3 separate regions of the Sus scrofa genome follow, and all the other regions are linked to region 1. The links are chromatin contacts, called in public Hi-C and HiChIP or PLAC-seq maps. All regions are on one chromosome and are shown on one strand. The core of a region is the stretch at or near the end of the contact, and the rest is flanking DNA. Distances in the headings are between cores, read along the strand shown. Region 1 overlaps CDK6 (a long non-coding RNA gene). Region 2 overlaps LOC100519098 (sterile alpha motif domain-containing protein 9). Region 3 overlaps LOC102161391 (a long non-coding RNA gene).

Region 1 (2,663 bases), core at 70-2,569:
AGACATATTACTGAGATAAAGACAGACTCTGAGACATTTTTACCGGAACAAATGAATGAAAATGACAACTCAAGCAACACACATGTGTTTAAGGGAAAGATCTAGAAAAAGAAGAAAAAGAAGAAAACAAAAATATTACCATTAATTATTAAAGGAAATAAATGTGTTTAAGTATTTGGATAGAATGGGTCAGGCAGAAGAACAGAAGAATGCTTATAAATAACTTTAAAAACTGTCTTTCATCATATTTGCCTTTTAGCCATTTTTGGGGTCCTTTTAGAGCCTCATCTGTAACATATGGAAGTTTCCAGTCTAGGGGTCAAATTGGAGCCATAACCGCTGGCCTACACCACAGTAACTTGGGGTCTGAGCTGCATCTGTGATTTACACCGCAGCGTGCAGCAACATGGGATCCTTGACCCACTGAGCGAGGCCAGGGATTGAACCTACATCCTCATGGATACTAGTCAGGTTCTTAACCTACTGAGCCACAATGGGAACTCCCTTGTAGCCATTTTTACATCAATATCTGTGCATATTATCCCCAGTCACCTAGAAATTGATTATGACTACTCAGTAAGAACTTAAAATCTTTATTTGCAGTTCTGAATATATTTATGTTAAGTTAAATCTGGAAATATGGGCCAAAAGCCCACGAAGCCCAAAAGCCCTCAGAAAAACAGTGTCCCGGTATGTACAGACATGTGCGATGTATACATACATACATATATATACCTGTTTATATAAATAACTTTATAAGTATTTTTAAATCAACCCCCTCCTCTGACCTGCAAAACTACCTCCTGAGACATATAGGTCAGGTATTATTATTTATTTTATAGATGGGAAAACTGAGGATGAGGAATAAAATGAACTGCCAAAGTCATACGCAGGGAGTTCGGCCCAGAGCCGGGAGTGAACTTATTCTAAATCCAGTATTTTGTTTCCATTTAACTATGACTCTGCTCTCAAAAATGCTCTCAAATGTCACAGGCTAAAAACATTCAGTTTCACTTTCAAAGGACTTGCTGTTCTTTGAAAGTATAAATCTTCCTAAAAACAGAAATATTTTTCCCCTTAAGAGAATGTGAATATGGCTCTCCTTTAAAAAATATCCAGTTTACTACCCAGTGTGAACTTTTACAGCCTAGATATGAGGGTTGTGGAATTCTGATAGGTCCATTAAAAAGCACTTGCCTCCAATTTCAGTATTTGGACAGCTGAATATAAGCCTTAAAAGCTGACATTTGTACTGGAAAGACTGACAGAGCATAAAACCTATAAATGGCGTGATGACTGGGACGGAAATCATCTTCAAGTACTTCAGAAGTGACACTAGGGTGCAGCATTGTCCCTGTTCTCTATGCCAAAGTAATGCATTCAGAGAAAACAACATCATTTCAATGAATCAATGCCAGAAACTAAAAAGTACAATCTCAAGGCACAAAACATATTGAACTTCATGGCTTCTTTTCTGCTGGCACCCTAAGATCTCTGTCAGGCCTTTGCCAGCAGAAAAAGTGGCATTCTCTTGGAAGCAAGTCAAACATGTTTGTCAAAGGTTCCTTCTGGTTCATCGCACGGGCTCACGTACTAAGGGGCACCAGCAATGTCACTGGTGCCAAAAGTGGACAGATGGCCCAGGTGGCGTCAGCAAGGAAAAGCAGGGGAAGGACTGGTGTCTGACAAGCTGGTTTCAGTTGAGATTGCTTTTACTTTTAACGAGAGGGTCACCAGTATGTCTGCCTCTTGGTAGTTCCTTCGTCACGATCACATGCATACAAAATATATTTCATCGGGGTAGGGAAGATGGGAGTTCATCATGGATTGCTTTGACATCCAGAAGCAGTAATGTGGAAGTCTGGTTCTGAATTTGTCCATCTTACAGACCGGGCATAGCAGCGGGAGGAGCAGCAGCCATGGCAGCTGCCGGGGACCCGGGAAGCCCCCAGACAATACAACGAACAAATGGTTTTCTGGCCTTAAAGCCACTGGCTTCTGACTCAGCAGTGACACGGGCATTAATAGAGGCCTCTTGGAACTACTTCCAGTCACCAAAAGAACAAAGTCAGGTTCCAGTTTTATTCCAACTATTTTAAGCGATTCTGCATGGGAAGATAGTGTTATGATGTGATTTTTTCCTTTAGGGACATTTTTCATCAGTTTTTCAGACTGAAAATGTAGAAATGACTGGGATACCATAAAATGGTACAGACCAATGATCAGGGCTATTTTTGGCTCTAGAACTCCCACTTTCTTCCTACTCCACCCCAATTCTGATGGGGCTTGGCAAACACATGGATCCCAAAAGGATGTCATACTGCATGCTTTGTGAAAAGAAAAGCCTTTTCTTAACGTTCAAGACATGAAAGCATCCATACCTCACATGCTCAGACATGTAGATACTAATGGAACGCTGAAACGTAGCAAGGAGCTGCGTCACAGACAAGTGGAACCAAAGAATTCGAGCAAAAGAAGGGACCTTCAAGTTTCATTTCTCAGGCAAAGAAGTTAAGGGATGGAAAAAACAATTAATGATGAATTATAATAAGAGCCAACATTTTAAAAGCATTAACTATGTACCAGGCCCTGTGTAAGCCCTTTACACAGGGAGTTTGAAATGACCTTTTCAAGACTACGTTGTTATTTAGCAGTAGACAAAC
Region 2 (2,663 bases), core at 44-2,543, 460 kb after region 1:
ACAGGTTGAATCTTCCTATGGCTATTTATAGCCAATACACAGTTAGTCTTCTGGACACAGGAGGTTCTCTGAAGAGCTAATTCCACTCAGAACTTGGCTTATGCCCTTATGAGCATTAGATACAACACTGCCATCTCTCCACCCTAGAAGGCCTAATTTTCCCACAGGGATTAGGCATATTTGGACAACAGAGTCTTAATACTATAGAATGTCAAAAAAAAAAAAAAAAAAAAAGGTTAGTTAGACTCAGAACATACAGCTATGTTTCATTTACCCAAGGGTTACTCAGCTTTAAGCAGAGACTTTGACTTTTCTTTAAAAAACTTCTTCCCTCTTATTACATGTCTGTTTTTTAAGAGTCTTTTCGGAAACTTTAAGTACTCTTCACATGATTTAAAAATCCTACACTGGGTGTGTATTTCCTATCATAGGTATTTCCAAACTAATATACCAGTTATCACTTCAGAGTGATACCAATCTTACTGTTAAGTTTAAATTTCTCTTTGTTCATATAGTCATGTGTTTGGAGGGAGTATTGGGAGTTTTGCTAATATTGGAAAACAGAATGATTGTTCCCTAAAGGATCTGCTGATCCAAAGGGTCCGTATTTATCCATCCCTCAGGGGATACTGTAATGTGGCTTCATAGTGCTCAGTAGAAGCCAACGATGTTTAAAGTTATCTGGCTCTTAGATCATTTATGTATATTTGGTGTTCAGGAATGCTATTTATTTTCTCAAGTAAAAATGAAAACAATAAAACATTTCAAATTGTTGGAGGAAACCTTCTGGAGTATAATTTTTTTTCAGTTTGTACTTAACTTGGGCATACTTAGGTTTCCAACTACTGGGGAAATACTATTTTTATTTAAAAATCATATAAACTGATATACTGCAACATATGTACATGTGAAGATGAGTATTGGAAAAGGGGTAAACAATACAGTTTGAGAAAACTAAGGTTATGTGTTTAAGAGAAGGGGCTTGAATTGGTGGATCAGTGAAATTTCCTTAACCAAAGACTGAAATGAAGCTGTAAAGCTACTATTTATTTAAATTCAAGAAGGCCTTGGCAAACTTGGTAAAGCACACCCATCTTAGATCAATAAAGCAATGTTGATTTAGTGCTTCATAAATTGCCTCTCATGACTGAATAAACAAAATATGGTATATCCATACAATGGAATTTTATTTGACAGTAAAAGGAAATGAAGTCATGATTCATACAGCATGGATGAACCTGAAAATGTTATGCAAAGTGAAAGAAGCCATTTCCAAATGAACACATATTGTGTGATTTCATTTCTATGGAATGTCCAGAATAGGCAATTCCCTAGAGACAGCAGACGAGTTTCAGAGGCTGGGGGAAGTGGTAAATGGTGACCGACTGCTAATGGGTATAGGTTTCTTTGGGGGTGATGAGAATGTTCTAAAATTGATTGTGCTGATGTTTACACAGCTCTGTGGATATATCAAAAACCTACTGAATTGTATACTTTAAAAGAGATAATTTTATGGTATGTGAATTATCTCAATAAACTGTCTTCTAATAAGAGCCAAGTGCCAGTTATGTATAATGTATGCTACTTAATTTAATCCTCATCAGGTATTTGCCAACCAAGTTTATCTTCATCTTACAAACGAGGGAACAGGGTTCTAACTTACCTGTGGATACTCACTCCATGGATGAGTTAGGCTTGCGTTGTAAGCCTATTTTCTAAGTATAAGCTTTTCCCATTGGCTGTCTTGGTTAACCCTGTTTCCAGGGTTTTCTACTACAGGTCTTCAGTGAGCAGGACTCATGGGGCCTCACCATCTCTTCCTACGCCTTCCCCCGCTCCCCATCGGAGAAGGCGGCATGTGGAAGTTCCAGGCCCAGGGATCCAACCTGCCCCACAGCAGTCACTTGAGCAGCTGCAGTGACAACTCTGGATCCTTAACCCGCTGCACCACAAGGGAACTCCACCCTCTGCTGTTTTAACTGCTTTGGCTGTTCCGCAAACAGATTCTCCTCAGGAGATGCTCATATTCTCCACAGACTTGCTCTGCCAAGGTCTGAGGCAATATCTTAGCCAGAGTCTTCTCTCAGTAACCTACCCACTTGCTCCTCGGGGACCTCAGACTATAAAAAAAAAGCTCTAGATTTTCTCTCCTGTTTGAGACAGTGATCACAGCAATTGCCGCGAGTCTGGCACTCCAAAAGCAGGTGAAGGATTTCCTGCCTGTTGGCTACTACACGCCCAGAGACATCGTGCGTCTCCGCGCGCATGCATGCGCGTGTGTCGCCTGGGAGACTAGTTCCCCTTGCATCCTCATTTGTCCTTTGAATCCTTCCAGGGATTCTATCCAGGGAGATTCTATCCAGGGAGATTAAAAGCACACTTGTCAAACAGGGCCAGTGACATCTGACTTCCCCAATTCTGTATTTTTATCTCTACCATATTTCAGAGGTTTCCCCATTGTTCAAGGTTGAAGACCCTTTATAAATTTCTCAGCCGCTCATTCCTGTGATGGCAGGTGAGAAGATACATAATGATTTCAAGGTACTATATATTTGGTAATATTTTCACATGGATTTTGCACTCTGTCAGTTATACCAGGAATTCCTGTTGTGGCGCAGCAGGAACAAATCCTACTAGGAACCATGAGGTTGCAGGTTCAGTCC
Region 3 (2,663 bases), core at 94-2,593, 300 kb after region 1:
TCTTCTATTTTTCATTTTTTCTTTTTCCAGTTTTGTTGATGTATAACTGACATAAAATGCTGTGCAAGTTTAAGGTGTATAACATGTTGATTTGATTTAATAAACTGCGAGATGATAACCACCATAGTGCTTATCCTGTCACGTGGTAGCTGCACAAATTCTGCCCTATCATCTTGTAAATTAAATTTACATATGACTTCTACATTTTTTTGGTTCATTGTATCTGACTCTAAAAAATACATTAAAATTCAGGAGTTCCCATCGTGGCGCAGTGGTTAACGAATCCGACTAGGAACCATGAGGCTGCGGGTTCGGTCCCTGCCCTTGCTCAGTGGGTTAGCGATCTGGCGTTGCCGTGAGCTGTGGTGTAGGCTGCAGACGCGGCTCAGATCCCGCGTTGCTGTGGCTCTGGCGTAAGCCAGTGGCTACAGCTCCGATTCGACCCCTAGCCTGGGAACGTCCATATGCCTCGAAAGCGGCCCAAAGAAATAGCAAAAAAAAAAAAAAAAAGACCAAAAAAAAAAAAAAATACATTAAAATTCAAAAACTTTCACGAATTACTCTGTCTACAAAGTTCTGACTCCTTCATCTGAAATTTCAAATTCCTCTATATACTGATGACTTTTCAGTCTTTGTAATCCTAACTCCCACTTCTGTCTTCAGTGGAAACCCAAAAAACCCCAAACAAAACAAAACAAAACAAAACAAAAGCCCCAACAGATCCTAATTTTACTAAATTGCCTTTACAAGAAAATAAAGGAAAGAAAATTGACCTTTCCTCTTACTCTTTATTTGAAAGTAAATGGGGGAGGATGTTGAATTGCCTACCACATGTTTTTCTAAGATGAATCAGAGCAGGATGAGATGCCTGCTTAGTCTTTGGCTATAGTGAATATGTGTCTGTGATAACAGTTCTCAAAAAAGAACACATTTCTCCCAAGTTTTTATCTAGCTGGCATTATGATTAGAACTTTCTTTCAGTAAAAAAATGGCTAAAGTCAAGTATAGGGGATGCTAGATGTTAGTTTGTGCCCACCAAAGCACAGTGAGATAAATGACCCAAATTGAGCCCCGAGTCTACAGGCACAGACTATCAGTTTCACACTTACTCATAGTCAACTTCACACTTAGATGCCACTGAAACAACAGGGCCAAATGTTCCTGGAAAATGGGACTTCTTAGACATTCACAGACATTTGGTGTGAATACCTGAGCCCCATGCTCGGGTGGAGATCTCAGCAACAAGATTGATGGGCAGCTTCCAGGGGAAAAAATGAGGGAGGAGCAGGATGTGGTCTTGGTGATTCAGAAGCGCCCCCCCCTTCTCCACCACGAGTTTGAGTCAGCATGCAGCCACATGGCCCCACATGGTACAGTGATGGCTCTCAATGAGCTGTCATCCCAGGTCCTCTCCACTTGCCTTTGTTAAAGCACTTGGTGATTTCAGAAGCCCAATTTGCATATGGGTAGTTTTATTCTGTCTTTCTAAATTAGTCAAGCAGCAAATGGTTAAAGCATTCTGATCTACAGGATATGGGGGCATGAAGTGTTGCTGGACATTTTAATACTTGCTGGCCTCACCTTGTTCTTAAAGTGATGAAGTAACAGCATGGATCTGGAGGTGACCAAGAAGAGTAGTAGAGCTCCTAGATGTTAGAGGCAAGGGGACTGGGTTCAAATCCATGCTCATCACTCTGAACTTGTGATTTTCAGAGTAAGCACAAATCACCCCTTTTTGGCCCCAGGGCATGCACAGTATACTCTTAATGTGATTGGTGCAGTGGGAAACTAGGGTCACCCTTGCAGTGCAACAGTGGTGACAGTTCCCACTAGCTCCAGCCAAGTGGTGGCAGTTCTGCTGGTGCCTGTGTCTGGGTCCCAGAGCTGTCAGAGGGGTCAACCTGACCAGTGTTTGGTATAAACTTGATTTGGAGAACTGCTCATGACTGCAGAGTCCTCAATGAGCCATGCTGGCAATTCTGGGAGTTTTACAATGACTTTTCAGCACATTGCTTTTTGCTTAAACCAAACTTTTGGTTTCTTTTAAATGTAACAAAGGATACTGACTAATACAATGACCTTGGGAAAATTCATTAAGTTTTCTCAACCAATTTTCTCATCTGTAAAGTAGTTTAATAATATTTACCTCTTAAGGTTAGCGGGAAACTTAAATGTTACTGCATGCAAGCACTCATCATGGTGCTGGTCCACAGTAAGGGCCCCTGAGATATTAGCTATTACAGGAAGATTGGACTGCTTATAGTAAGAGTGAATCTTGGTATAAGAAGGTCCTCACATTTATTTATCTTAGAGTTAGGAAAGATAGATAGCTACTAATTGCTGAGTCATGGGGTAGGCATGGGCTTAATTTAACTGGCAACAAAATTTCCAAAGTAGTTTCACTAACTGATACTCTCAAGCATTCTATGAGTTTCTGTCCCTCTACATCCTAACACTTGTATTGCTGACTTTTTAAATTTTAGCCACTCTGGGGTGTGTGTCAAGATATTCTGTAAAGTTTTCAACTTGCATTTTACTGATAACTAATCATGTTGACATGTTTTCATGTTCACTCGCCATTTGGATAGCCTCTTTTATAAGAATCCTATTCACGTTTTTTACCCTTTCTTTAAAAAAACTGAGTTTTTCTTATTGATTTATAA

The links. A called contact is a pair of places that touch in the nucleus more often than the background predicts. HiChIP or PLAC-seq counts read pairs in DNA pulled down with a chosen protein or histone mark.
Region 2: an H3K27ac HiChIP or PLAC-seq map of alveolar macrophages shows a contact between it and region 1, with 9 times the contacts expected there. The contact joins two enhancer-like sites. A contact is called at or near these places in 2 of 2 datasets of contacts at active chromatin or transcription factors (alveolar macrophages and skeletal muscle).
Region 3: a contact with region 1 is called in a Hi-C map of embryonic fibroblasts, with 1.8 times the contacts expected there. The contact joins two enhancer-like sites. A contact is called at or near these places in 1 of 47 Hi-C or Micro-C datasets (embryonic fibroblasts) and 1 of 2 datasets of contacts at active chromatin or transcription factors (alveolar macrophages).

Annotation. Positions count from the first base shown.
Region 1 is chr9:72,528,557-72,531,219 of Sscrofa11.1, forward strand. All of the region lies in intron 6 of CDK6 (a long non-coding RNA gene), which reads right to left. Among named protein-coding and RNA genes, the nearest start is that of FAM133B, 26 kb to the left of the region's middle. Within about 2 kb of position 1,320, at least 32 of the 83 cell types and tissues checked have an H3K27ac peak or open chromatin away from gene starts, as enhancers often do. A contact at or near this core is called in alveolar macrophages and embryonic fibroblasts, where this site is marked.
Region 2 is chr9:72,993,353-72,996,015 of Sscrofa11.1, forward strand. All of the region lies in intron 2 of LOC100519098 (sterile alpha motif domain-containing protein 9), which reads right to left. Among named protein-coding and RNA genes, the nearest start is that of HEPACAM2, 80 kb to the right of the region's middle. Within about 2 kb of position 1,294, at least 6 of the 83 cell types and tissues checked have an H3K27ac peak or open chromatin away from gene starts, as enhancers often do. A contact at or near this core is called in alveolar macrophages, where this site is marked.
Region 3 is chr9:72,824,443-72,827,105 of Sscrofa11.1, forward strand. The region is part of intron 2 of LOC102161391 (a long non-coding RNA gene); the gene reads right to left. Among named protein-coding and RNA genes, the nearest start is that of CDK6, 60 kb to the left of the region's middle. Within about 2 kb of position 1,344, at least 15 of the 83 cell types and tissues checked have an H3K27ac peak or open chromatin away from gene starts, as enhancers often do. A contact at or near this core is called in alveolar macrophages and embryonic fibroblasts, where this site is marked.